Linked DNA regions of Mus musculus: all the other regions are linked to region 3. The links are chromatin contacts, called in public Hi-C and promoter capture Hi-C maps. All regions are on one chromosome and are shown on one strand. Each heading gives the region's core, a stretch centred on a gene start, on an enhancer-like site or on the middle of the called end of the contact. The rest is flanking DNA. Distances are from core to core; before and after follow the strand shown.

Region 1 (4,477 bases), core at 263-2,762, 780 kb after region 3:
TGTAGCCAGTGAACATATACATAGTATCTATTATGTATAAACCCTATGCTAACTTGTTGCAAGAACATTAGTATTTCTGAGGTGCGCTCCCTGACTTAGTTAGGCTCCAAGGATTGATGACCTGGTCTACTCTATTACCTACCCTTTCCTTCATTCGCTCATTTTTAAATTTTATTTTACATTGATTTATTTTGTGTGTGCATGCAGATGTATGCTACCGAGTAAGCTCTCTTCTTCCACCAGGTGGGTCCTAGGAAGACCATCAAACTTGGTAGCAAGTGCCTTTATCCACTGAGCTTTTTCCAGACCTCTCACTCAACATTTGCTGAGGTCCCCCCCCCCCCCACTTTTTTTTTTTACAGGACCTTTCAGGAGTTGGAGGTGCAGAAGTGAAAGAAATGAAATAAACTTTCTTTCTGGCTGGGTGTGATGGTGTGTGTATGTAATCTCAGCACTTGGCAAGAGGATGGGGAGTCACCCTCAGGCACAGAACAAGTGGAGTTTGAAGACAACCTGAGCCCAAAAGGAACAGAGACCTCAGTCCCTTCTTCCTCCTTTCATCCTTGACCACCAGATGAGCAGTTTTGCTTTACCATACATTCCCTCTTGGGACCCAAATAAATTAATAATTTAAAAAGTGAAATGTTTCTAATAGGCTCTACCATTCATTACTAACCTCAAATAAACTGAGTATGGAAAAGATTCTGACAGAAGGGGGGATGACTAATTAGTTAACTAAGTCCTTTTATATTCTTTTTTCCTTTCTGGAAAGAATCAATAGAAAATCACTGGGTAGAGTCAAAGAAAGTGTAACCTTCCAACCAAAGAGTTGTGACAGCTAGAAGCAAAGTATAATTTGTGTGTATGTGTGACAGTTCTCACTTGAACTTGCCTCAAATTCATGGCAGCCCTGCTCTTAAATGCTGGGATTACAAGTGTAAGGCTGCAACACGGTTTCTGACAGGCTCTTTTAGCTGAAAAGGCAGTATCAAGGCCGTTGGGGAAATTGAATACTACAAGATTACATGGTTGAATCACTGTTAGCTCTCTTATTTGGGTGGCTGCATTGAAATTACTCAGGGAGAAACCCTACATTAGTCAGTTTTTTTCTATTACCTTAACAAAATATGTGAGACAAAGCTGGTGGTCTAATCTCCGTGAATTTGAGGCCATTATGTTTCACAGAATGAGTTCCAGACCAACCAGGATTACACACATGGTGATAGCCGGCCTTAAACGACAATAACAACACAAAATGAAGACAGCTCATAAAGAGGAACGGTTTCTTTTATTTTGGTTCACAGTTCTGGAGATTTTGGTGTGACTGGTCCCACAGCTTAGAGCCTGCGGTGAGCAATACAACACAAAAGTGAAGCTGCTCTCCTGGAGGTCCGAGACGAAAGGGGAGTTACTGCATCCTCCTGCAAGGGGGAGGGTGTGATCCTCAAGGGAAAGAACCAAAGAGTGGGCGGGGACGCGATCCAGTGAGGGGCGTGGCCTTACTGCTGGTGTACCCTGGGCGGGGCCTAGAATGTCACTTCCGGTTTTTGAGTCCGCGTGTGAACCGGCGAGCTCATGGCTACTCTGGAGTCTCCTGGGATGGATGACCAGGCTGGAGACACGGAGACAGAGGCGCTACAGAGTGCAAGGTGGCTGTACTGTGGAGAGCCCGACGACAGGCAGAAAGCTGTGCTGGGTAAAGACCGCCGACCCGGAGCGGAGTTCCGCGTAATCCTTTCCGCTTCTGTCTGGGTACCACGGTAGCCCACTGCCTGCAGCCGGGACAGGTTCCCTGCCACCATCACCTTTTCCCTCCGCATTCATCTATCGTCACCACTTCGGACTCGTCTCAGGGCAGTGCCCAGGGACCTGACATCTCCACAGCTCTCTCATTTGCCCTTTTCCCCCCTCTACGGAGCAGAGTTTCCTCTCTTGCCAGTTAATGGCATTTCCTCAGTCGTTCTCTTTTGTCACAACCCCTGCCCAGAGGTCACTTCCCCTCCCCTCCTCCATCTCCCTCTTTAGAACTGGACCAGGGCTTTCTTCATACCCCCCCGCCCCCCGAAAGTCGGACTTAAGCTCCCTTGCCTTCACTACCGGCGTCCAGCCACAGTGCAGGTCTCCCCATCCATACCCTGCTGGTCCTCGCCTCTTATTCTTGGCTTACACTCTTACAGTCCAGTTCTCCAATGGGAAGCTGCAGAATCCGGGCGACATGCGCTTCACCTTGTACAACAGCACCGACTTAGTAAACCCCAGGCAGAGGAGTCACCGGATCGTGGTAAGTGCTTGCTGGTACAGATGGTCTGGGCTCTGCAGACCTCAAAAGGTTCTTGGTGTGGGCAGACATGGGAGACCTGGCCTGGGGGGGAGGAAAGGAGGAGTAGCAAATGAGACTCTGGCCCCACTGAGGAGCAAGATTTTGGGCTTTTCACTTATATGGGCTTTATCTTTCCAGACAGGGTTTCTTCCTGTAGCCCTGGCTATCCTGGAAATTACTATATAGACCTGGCTGGCTTTGAACTCAGAGAATCACCACCTGTCTCTGACTCCGTAGTGCTGGGATTAAAGGTGTGCAGCACCACCCACCCCTGGCTTCATAAGTTGTCCCCCTACATGACCTTATTGAACGTTCACCATGTCCTCATGCCGCAGGCTAAGGAAGCATCTTCATGGGATTTGCACCTCTTAGGGAGGTCACTGTTCAGAGCTCAGCTTCAACCCTATTTTATGTGTATGGGTGTTGTTCATTTTTGTCTATGTACAATGTGTGTGTAGCTAGTGGAAGCCAGAAGTGGGCATTGGATCCCCTAGAACTGGGGTTACAGATGCTTGTGAATCAAATGTGACCCCAGAGTGATGGTTTTTTTGTTTGTTTGTTTGCTTGTTTTTTCAAAGGTTTCTTTGTACAGCTCGGGTTGGCCTTGAACTTAGAGATCTACCTGTCTCTGCCTCCTGAGTGCAGGGATCTGGGATTAAAGGCCTGTGCCACCACCACCCAGCTCCACAGGATGCTTACTAGCATCTCTGGTCTCTCCCGGGTAGATGCCAGGGTTAAGACCGGTCTGCTTTCCAGAGACTCAAATTCACCAAGTAGTACAGGCATACAGTAGAGCTAGCTTGGGGTCTAAGGGAGTGTTTAGGGCCTGGGGAGGGAGCTCTGTAGGAAACAAGTCTCAGCTTGTCTGAATGCCTTCCTGAGAAGGGTGAATGGGAATGAGGGACGATTTGATAGCAGATGTTTGGTGCCCTAGTGAACGAGGGAGAAGAAAAGCTTGGCTGCGATGGGAAGCCAGCCCTCATAGGACGAGCTAACGTCAGAAAGGTCACAAGGCAGTTATGTATAGGATCAGTTAGGTACCTATAAGTGCTAGGAGACCAAGACCTCACTGTATAGTTCGTTGTGCTGCTTATTCAAGAACTGCTATTTTCATCTGTATTCCCACTGCCTTCTGCCCACTGCCCTCCCCCATATCCCCCTCCTGCTGGTCCCTTGCCTCCCTCCCAAATAAGTCGCTCTTTCATGACATACATACTGGGCTGGAGAGGTGCCTCAGCATTAAAGAGCACTTCCAGGGGACCGGGGTTCAATCCCTGAACCCACATGGAGGTAGCAACTGTCTATAATTCTAGTTCCTGAGAACACAACACCCACTCCTGGTTCCTGTGGGCACGTCATAGATAAGGCATGCATGTGTGCATAAAGGCAAAGCACTCTCAACACATCAACATTATATCTCATTACATACATACTATATCAGCCTCTCGTTTCCCTTCTTTTGCACCTCTTATGATTCCTTTCAACTCTCATGCCTTGAATGTGTGCATATTCACACACACACACACACACACACACACACACACACTCTAAATCTAGATTCTGCATAGGAGAGGAAAACCTATTTTCTTTATCTGTTTTTGTCATTGATGCGCATCTAAGCTGGTTCCATTTCCTGGCTGTTGTGAATCGTGCAGCAGTAACCATGATTGTAGAAGTACAATACAGTGTGCTAACTGAAGAGCCTTCTGGGTGTATGCCTAAGAGTGGTCCAGCTGCCTCACACAGCACTTCCACTTGTAGTTTTTGAGACCCCTCCACACTGACTTCCACTGTGGCAGCAATAGCTTGCACTCCCACCAGCAGTGAGTAACGGTTCTTTCCCCACATCTCTGCCAGCATTTGTTGTTAGTTGTTTTCTCGGTGATAGCTGTTCTGACTGGGGCGTGATGGAATCGCAAAGCATTGTTTGTTTGCTTGTTTGTGTGGTTGCTATTTCTCTGTGGAATAGCCCTGGCTCTCCAGGACTTGCTTTTTACACCAGGCGGGTCTCGAACTCACAGAGATCCACCTGTCTCTGCCTCCTGAGTGCTGGGATTAATCACTGCATGAGAATGCGCGCGCGCGTGTGTGTGTGTGTGTGTGTGTGTGTGTGTGTGTCTGTGTGTCTGTGTGTCAGTGTGCATGTGTGTAAATCAG
Region 2 (4,089 bases), core at 865-3,364, 850 kb after region 3:
CTTAGTCTTATACCACAGCTCCGCATCTGCATCATCACCACCATCATCACCACCACCACTGCTGCCACCATTATCACCACCACCAATGGGATGGGCCAAAAAAGGATTCTACATTCTCCCATGTCTATCTTTATTTCATTGGCTCTCATTCCCATCCCATCCCTCTTCACACTGTCACTTGTTGAAGAGCAGGAGGAAAGGAGGAAATAAGAAAAGGGAGAATATGTCTGCACTGCAACTGGAAAAAGAAAAAAAAAAAAAAACGAAACAAGCCAGAACGACAGACGAGTGACTGGTGGTTGGCCACACAGCTCAATAGCTACCGGTGCCATCATGTAAACGTAATTCCCCTGATAACCATGGAAACCAAAATGAAGGCACCGTGTTGAGGGCTGCTCTCTTTAGATATCTAAAAACAATAAGAGGCCAGAGACCAGAGAGACAAAGAAATCCAGGCATTCCAAGCCAGAGGAAATCCTTTCCTAAAAGCTCTGACAAAGTGTGCCATTTTCTCCCGTCTCCAAATCTCAGCAAGCTTCCACCAGGACTGGAGACCTGACAGGGATCATGAAACAATTCAAGCCTCTCCTGTGTGCTGGTCTCCTGGGGCCAGATGCTATGAGGCCAGCTCTCTGGGAGCTGAAAGCTTATTGTTATCATAAAACATACCGCAAACCAGCAGAGGGGCACAGACACACACAGACATGGACTCACGTGAGCACACGCGCGCGCGCACACACACACACACACACCTGTGTGTGCACATACAGACTTTTATATAACTAACATAGCTAGCTATGCAAACAGCTCCATGGGGGCAGACACCATTGTCTGGATCTTGTTGCCAGAATAAACGAACAGTTGAGTTAGAACATAGGCAAGCTCAAGCATTCTTTCTACTACCCAAGGCCAACAGTGTTGATGGCTGAGCAAAATCAAAGTCCTGGCCTCGTTCTTGGTCTAGCTTCTCTGTGTGCAGGAGACGGCTGGATTCCATGGGCTCCTAGGCATCTTCCAGTAGACAGTCAATCACCCTACTGTATTTTTTTTTTTTTTTTTTTTTTTTTTGTGATAGCACATGCCTGACAGTTTTCTTTCCCCTCAGAGGGAATCTGATACCCATCTGCTCAAGTAAATTAGCGTTCCCATCCTGCCTGACTCATTCGGTAGGAACAACAGGTTCACATGCCAATATGAAACAGAAGGCAAAGGGGGCCTGGGAAAGGGGAGAGGGCTCCTCAGCCAAAACGACACATTTTTCAGAATCACATTCACAGAGGACGGTGTGCTTACTGCGAGAAAGACGTCTATCATGGACTCCTAGATTGCTATTTTAACAATGCTCACACGGAGAGTGCTCTCTAAGGAGTCCTCAACGTTTCCTGCTTAATCCTCACAGCAACCTCGGGCCGAAGAATTCATCTCTACTTTTATTTATTTATTTTTTTTTTCCATTTTTTATTAGGTATTTAGCTCATTTACATCATCTCTACTTTTAACAGAAGCACCACCGACGTGGCTCAAGGTTGCCTGGCTAGTGGGTGGTGGATGGAACTAACACCAACTCCGGAGTTCTGGCTCTCCAAACGGCTCTGCCATCAGTGCAGGAGGGAGGCCGGGCAGGGGGTCGTCCCCTCTTCCTTCAAAGATTTGCGGAAACCGAGTCTCCGCGACTTGTTAAAACCAGACCCACTGGGTGCGCGACTGCACGCTCTCTCCTGCATCCCAGGTGAAGGCTAGCAAACCGCAAAATCGCATTCATTCTCTCAGACACTTGCAAAGCCCTGGGGCTGGAGGCGACCGCGGGTGGGTCCGGGGTGGGGGCGGACGGGGGCACAGCTCTCCCGGAGCTCCGGCAGCCGAGGCCCCCCACCTCCCGCAGTGCCCCCAGGCCCGGTCCCCGCACCCCAGCCAAACGCTGGGCCCACGGAGGGACCGAGCGGCCGGTGAGCCTGGAGCATCCGCGGGCTCCCGAGAAGCCTCCTTCCTGCGCCTCTTACCTCAGGGAGCGGCGCTGCCCGGCCGCGGCCGCGACGCCCTGGAAGCCGCAGGGCTGCCGGAGGACTGCGGCGCTCGGCCACAGCGGGGTCCGACTTCGCCGCGAGCCCCGCCCCCGGTGGCTGTCACGTGACGCGGGTGTAGGGCTGGCCTGCGAGCGCGCGCGGCCGTGAGACTGGAAGGAGGGCGGGGCGAGCGGGGCTCGGCGATGGAGGGCGAGCGTGGCCTCCGAAGGGGTGGGAACAGCATCGTGGGCGGGAACTGCCGGAGGCTCCTAGGGGCCTGGAAGCGGGCGGATCCTTCCCATCACCACTATAGCCTAACAGCACCCTGGGCTCCGTGCATATGAGCACATAGGAGCTGGAGTCACCCTGAGCCCAGCTAGAAGTCAGGAAGGACTTGGGGCCATGGGTGGGTTGTGTGGAAAACGTTTGGCACAACGCAAATGATGTGTGTAGTACCTGTTGCACCAACTACTAGTTATGGGCCCAAGAGAACAAAGCGGTGGTGGCTCCTGTTCTGAAATCCACTCTGTGGCGGAGAGGATAAACCGGAAAAGCTGTTTAAGTCCATATGTATTTAAAATTATATGAAGTACATGAAAAGAGCTCTTTGGTTGAAAACTAGGGTTTGAGGAATGTGATGACCTCATGAGAGTAGCTATGTGAAAGAGGCCAGAGAAAGCTCCTGCGCTGAGGGAGACAAGACGACTCCTAAGAAAAAATATTTTTTTTGTAGATTTTTTTTACTTTTATGCGTATTTTATGCACCTGATTTATGTGCACACAGGGGGCCCTGGAAGCCAGAAGAGGGAGCCGGAGCCCTTGGAACTTGAATATAGACAGTTGTGAGCCACCAAGTGGATCCTTTGCAAGAGCAATAAACCTCCTGACTAGTAAGCTGTCTCTCCAACCCTGTATCCCACCATCCCGAGGTCTTAGATAAAAGGGTATTAGAGGTCATCAGTATTTCATAAGCCATGATAAAGGAAGCCATTGAAGGGGGAGAATGCAGGTGTTCGATACTCTGTGCTGAGAAGACAAGAGAAGTAGAGACTGGCCTGAAGTACTGGAAGTGGATATGGGGGCACACACACGGATCTGAGACAGTTTTGCAGTAAAGTCAAATTTGGGGGGGGTGTTGTTTTATGCAGTGGTTAAGGCAAATTCAGGGTCTTGCACATGCTGAGCAAGTGCTACCCCCCTGTACCCCCTGTACCCCCCTACATCCCAGCCTTCAACGATTCATTTGTTTAAACCCCAAACAAAACACCTAGACCCAAACCCAACAATTGAATGCTGACCGAGAGCTGTTCAGCAAGCACACAGATGTAGTGGAAAGGCCATGCTTAGACGTCGCTTACGTTTGGCAAACCGATCGCACGTCTAATCCTTTGAAAAGTGGCCCATTGTATGAAACCAGCAGGCTGAATATGAATTTCAATACCCAATTAAAAGCCTGAGTTCCTGGATTTGTGCTATCAAACATTATTGTTTGTGTTGGCATTTCTCTAAAAAGGTTAGGACATTCAAAGGACAACAATGGGGCCCGTCTAACACAGCATGCTGTCTGTCTTCTTCATCTGTCCAAAGGTGCCACGGGGGCGGGGGGATTTTATTTCTTGTATAAACATTTAAACGTCAAGACAGTGGCGTTTTATTTAAGATTTACTTATTTTTATTTTATGCGTAAGTGTGCTTTGGCTACATGCATGTCTGTGCACAAGAACAGTATTTGTAAGCGACTGGTTGCTCCTCTCTTCTTACCCTCATCTGTCTGGCGCAGGCCTCCATCCCACCATGTGTGTAATGCTCTTGTCTCTTGACTTCTCTACTTCATTTGACTGGAGTGGGCTTGCTCACCTTAGCAGCCTGGCATGTCATTCGTATTTATAGCAAATGAACGAGGGCACATACAGTCTCCACGGCCATGTAGACTTTTGCTTTATAGAGAGATTAGACTCAGGCAGAGTCATTTGGCCACAGGTAACCCAACAGCTATCATCCTTTTCGGCTGCCTGCGGGTCTCAGCTCTCTTCCTACCTTACGGGGGGTCTTCAATGATGAGCTTGTTGAGAACCAAACCAGGTAT
Region 3 (4,431 bases), core at 1,236-3,735:
ACAACAGCCTGTAACTGGACTTCCAGAGTTTCTGACACTCTAATCTGGCCTTCATGTGATGCACATACATAAACACCTGCAGACAAAACGCTCACACATGCAAAATAAACCTATTAACCAGGTGTGGCAGCACAAGTCTTTTTAGTCCTTCCACTCAGGAGGCAGAGGTAGGTGGATCTGTGAGTTCGATGCCAGCCTAGTCTACAATGCAAGTCCAGGACAGCTAGGGAAGGCTTAGAAAAACCCTATCTTGAAAACACACAAATAAGTAGATAAATAGATAAATAAATAAATCTTTAAACACATACATACATACATACATACACACACACACACACACACACACACACATACACACATGCAAATCTGTAACAAAATCCTAGGATTTTTCCTAAATTGACCAGGCTTCCCACTTGCTGCGGTGACCAGCTGGCCTGAAACTCTTAATCCCTCAGTCTTCCTAGTGCTGGGACCACAACCCCAAAGCAGCCTTCCAACAGCACCCAAGACAGAAAGCTCAGGTACAGTGCAGGACAGTAAAGAAACAGCTGACTTTAAGGAATCAATCTGGAGAAAAGGCCTTAATTAATTCACTTGCTAATTAGTCTTTCTCTTCCTTCTTTTGTCAAGCCTTACTTTCAAGACAATACCTTAGGCACTCTAGGGTCTGTATCCTTAGGGATGAGAATGAAGAAAGTAGGTGAAGTTAAGGGCAGCATGAGTCTATAACATATTACAACTGTCCTTACCAAAACAAAACCAAAAAAAAAAAAAAAAAAAAAAACCACACACAAAATTATGTCAGACCCATAGGAAAACTCTATATTGTAGACAGCGCTCAGCTTGAAGAGGCTCACTTCAAACTTACCCTATTTGCTTTGCTTGCCTTTTGGAAGCATCCCAGTCTTTTTCTCTAAGCTATCTGCTCTCCTCCCTCCCCTTCAGCAATCCCTTTATCTCCCTTCCCCCACAATAACTACATACCCTCTCTTTTTCCCCATTCCACAGCTTCTACTGATCTTTCCTCATTGCCTGCTATCCTTCCATTGCTTTCTCCTCTGGAAATAATTATTATCCCCTCGCCTTTTCTAAGATGCACGCAGAGTAAAAGCAACTCGCCTAATCACCCCAAGTAAGAATGGATTCCTCCTGAATTGTAAAGCAGGCAGGAGGGTGAGTTGTCCTAACCCTCCCAACTTCCTTCCCCCTTCTAGGACAGCTGCTCTTCCTCAGAGAATTCTCCAAGTGTGTTAAGTCCAGACCATCTAGAAAAGGCTCGGATGGCCTTCTGTCGCATGCATGCTTTTACCAGGACCAGTTATGTATTTCTGTTCCGGGCATAAACAAAACTCGGGCAATTTCCTGGAAAAAGACACTGTATAAACAGGCCTCCTTCCCTTTCATTCCCGCTGGGCTGGCTTAGCCTATGCAGTAGTGAGAAGGCTGACCTGGAGAGGGCCAAACGGTCCCCGAGTCAAGTTTCCAAAGCTCTACTCCACTACCTCAATAAAACCCTCTCGGAGCACATCCCCCTCCCCGCCCCCGGCAGGAGTCCTGCTCGCTCCAGCTCCCAAAATCGGCTCCCCAGGGCACTAAGCTCCCGAGGCAGCTCCTGTTTCTCCTTCCTACCTGTCCTGGTCAGCTTAGCATAGGTTAGCTACCCTGGTGGGTGTGCCAGGGCGCAGGCCCCAACCCCCTTCTTCCTACCACTCCAGACTCAGGGGCTGGGGACTCTGCCTCCTCCTCCCAGCCCCCTCGGCTGACGGCCCGCGCCAGCTCCAGGGTGGCCCTGGTTCTCAGCCAAGACACGACTCTAGCTGGCTTTGTGACCTTGGGCAAGTCACTTCCCCCGGTAAGCCTCAGTTTCCTCCCCGGCAGAGCCGATTCCTCACGAGGTCCTGCCCTGCCCACCCCGCAGGAAGGGGCTGCCCAGCGGGTGCGAAAACGCTTTGTGAGGCGCTCTGCCCGGCGGAGGAGCAGGGCTCCCGGGGTCTCCCGGGCTGGACAAAGCTGTGGCGGGCAAGGCTCCTCCCTCTCCGCGGGACCCCTTGCCCCGGACTGACCCTCACCCCTCCCCGCACAGCCCGCCCCGCCCCGCCCCGCCTCGCCGGCAGACCCCGTACCTGCTCCGGGCGCTCTGCCGCAGGCACCGACACCCTGCGCCCCGCTCCGAAGAGGCCCGTGGCCCGGAGGGCTAAGGCGGCCGGCGGTGATGGGCTCGGGCCGGGGCGGCGGCGGGGGCGGCGGGGGGCGCGGGCGGCGGGGGGGCCCGAGCTCGGCGGGCCCCGGCCTGGGAGACGACGACCGAGGCTGGAAGTGCGCGGCGGCGGCGGCTGAGGCGGCGGCGGCGGCGGCGACCGCGACCGCGGCGGCGGCGCTTCCGCTCATGGCGGGGCCGCGGGCAGCGGCTCGGACTGCGACTCGACTCCGGCGCGGCGGGCGCTGGCTGGGCCCGGACCGGCGGCGAAGGAGGCTGTGGCGGCGACGGAGGCGGCTCCCGGCGGGCCAGGAGGCGGAGCCGAGCCGCGGCGGCGGCGGCGGCGGAGGGGGCGGGGACGCCGGGGGGCGGGGAGACCGCGCCGCGCCGCCAATGAGCGCTGGGCTCCGGGCCGTGGCTCCCGGGCGGCGTCTAGGGGGATCCTCAGCAGCCGCGGCCCGCCCAAGCGGGGAGGCCCGGGCCAAAGCTCTCGGCATCTGCGCCCCAGCCCGGTGCTGCCCCGCCCCCGGCCCGCCTCCGGGGCGCGGCCGCGGGCCTCGGAGGCCAGGCCGACCGCTGCGCAGGCCCTGCCGCTCTGCTGCCTCGGGCGGTGTCTGCGCTGGGGAGTGTACCCCGGTCCGCCCCGGTTAGCCTCAGCCTGCCGGGCGTTCCTCTGCCTTCCCTGCGCCTGCCTGCCTGCTTGCTTCCTGCCTCTGCCCCCTGCACGTCGGTCCTCCCTCCCGGTTGTCTCCTCAAAGTTTGTGCTTTTGAGACACTTAGGAAAGAAACTCTCTCTTCGCTTCTGAGGCTGATTGGTGATAGATCAGTCTCCGCGGAGCCCTAGAGAACCGCAGAGGCGGAGACGCAAGAGTTGGAGATGAACGAGCGCCCTTCCCTGAGTCCTGGAGACCCATCTTGAATTCCCAGCAGAAGCCAGTCCGACTCAGCGGTGGTCCTCGCCCCTGTCTCCGACTTTCTCTTCCTCTTTCTCACTTTAAATACCCTTGTCGGGAAAGCCCTGACAGGAAGCCGTCCAGGCAACTGGGCCTAATCTCAGAAGAGGAAGAGGCTTCGAAGTGAGGAAACATTCGGAGCTGTACTGAAGGCTTTCCTATTATTTGGGGAAGATTTCTGAGGATTCAAAACACCATCATTCCCCCTCCCCCCGGTCTGCCCTCTTTTCTCAAATGCGATGTTGGCGGCTGAACCGATTATCTTCCCATCATTCTCTGGCTCTCGGCGTTATCCATGGAAGAGCAAAATAAACCCAACCATGTGCTGAGTAGAGTCTCTAAGTACAGGCATGTGGGTAAGGGTGCAGCTAAGCTGCTGGCTAGATTGTTTTAATAAAAATTAGCCTCAGCTTTTTCCCTGCACCATGCAAAGAAAGACTGGGAGGGCAAAGCAGACGATCTTTGGCAACAGACATTTCCAAGTCCGCAGTTGACACTAGATGATGCATTGTCTTTCATCTATCCGGTCATTAGCGGTGCTCAGAAATGAAGCTACGACGATAATAACGATATTGTCCAGGCCTTCAGAGAGCTTGCAATCTCCTTGGAGGTCAGAGAGTCTTAGAAGTTATGGATGATAATTGCATCAGAGAAGATCATTCTTGGTCACTTGAGATATTTGTAGTCAAATTTCTGAGCTACACAGAACCTATCTCAAAAAACAAAAACAAAACAAAACAAAAAAAAACCACACACACACACACACAACAACAACAAACCTTTTAAAGATCTTAAGAGCCGGACGTGGTGGCACACGCCTTTAATCCCAGCACTCAGGAGGCAGAGGCAGGCGGATTTCTGAGTTCGAGGCCAGCCTGGTCTACAAAATGAGCTCCAGGACAGCCAGGGCTATACAGAGAAACCCTGTCTCGAAAAACCAAAATAAAATAAAATAAAATAAAAAAGATCTTAAGGATGAGTAGTTCACCAAGAAGGACAGCTCGGGGAAGCTGTACTGAAACACAGTGAGATTATCTTTGACCAAAGGACCTAAATTTTCCTGCATTTCATCCCTGAGTTTCTTGTCACAGGAGAGTCAGATAATGTATTTTCAGGCCAGGGCCTCCATCCTAATAAGGCCACTGAAGAACATCTGTAAACTACTGTCCAGAGGCATCGTCCCTTTCATGAATCGCAGCCATCTTGAGCATTGTTTACCCTGTTTTTGTTGTTATTGTTGTTTTGTTTGTTTTTCAAAACAGGGTTTCCTCTGTGTAGCCC

The links. Hi-C and Micro-C count contacts between places; a contact is called where the count stands out from the background. Capture Hi-C pulls out chosen DNA fragments and counts their contacts.
Region 1: a Hi-C map of CD8 T cells shows a contact between it and region 3, with 7 times the contacts expected there. The contact joins the promoter of Polr1e here to the promoter of Rnf38 in region 3. A contact is called at or near these places in 5 of 39 promoter capture datasets (hippocampal neurons, liver, pre-B cells and 1 more), 3 of 484 Hi-C or Micro-C datasets (CD4 T cells, CD8 T cells and uterus) and 3 of 115 datasets of contacts at active chromatin or transcription factors (astrocytes, forebrain and large pre-B cells).
Region 2: a contact with region 3 is called in a promoter capture Hi-C map of liver. The contact joins the promoter of Fbxo10 here to the promoter of Rnf38 in region 3. A contact is called at or near these places in 1 of 39 promoter capture datasets (pre-B cells) and 1 of 9 other capture datasets (liver).

The regions. Positions count from the first base shown.
Region 1 is chr4:45,017,097-45,021,573 of GRCm38.p6, forward strand. It overlaps Polr1e (polymerase (RNA) I polypeptide E), which reads left to right and starts at 1,513. Exons shown (of 12, transcript NM_022811.3): 1 at 1,513-1,696; 2 at 2,178-2,281. The coding sequence starts at 1,576.
Region 2 is chr4:45,082,490-45,086,578 of GRCm38.p6, forward strand. It overlaps Fbxo10 (F-box protein 10), which reads right to left and starts at 2,115. Exons shown (of 11, transcript NM_001024142.1): 1 at 2,001-2,115.
Region 3 is chr4:44,231,420-44,235,850 of GRCm38.p6, forward strand. It overlaps Rnf38 (ring finger protein 38), which reads right to left and starts at 2,486. Exons shown (of 12, transcript NM_001379580.1): 1 at 2,124-2,486. The coding sequence starts at 2,388.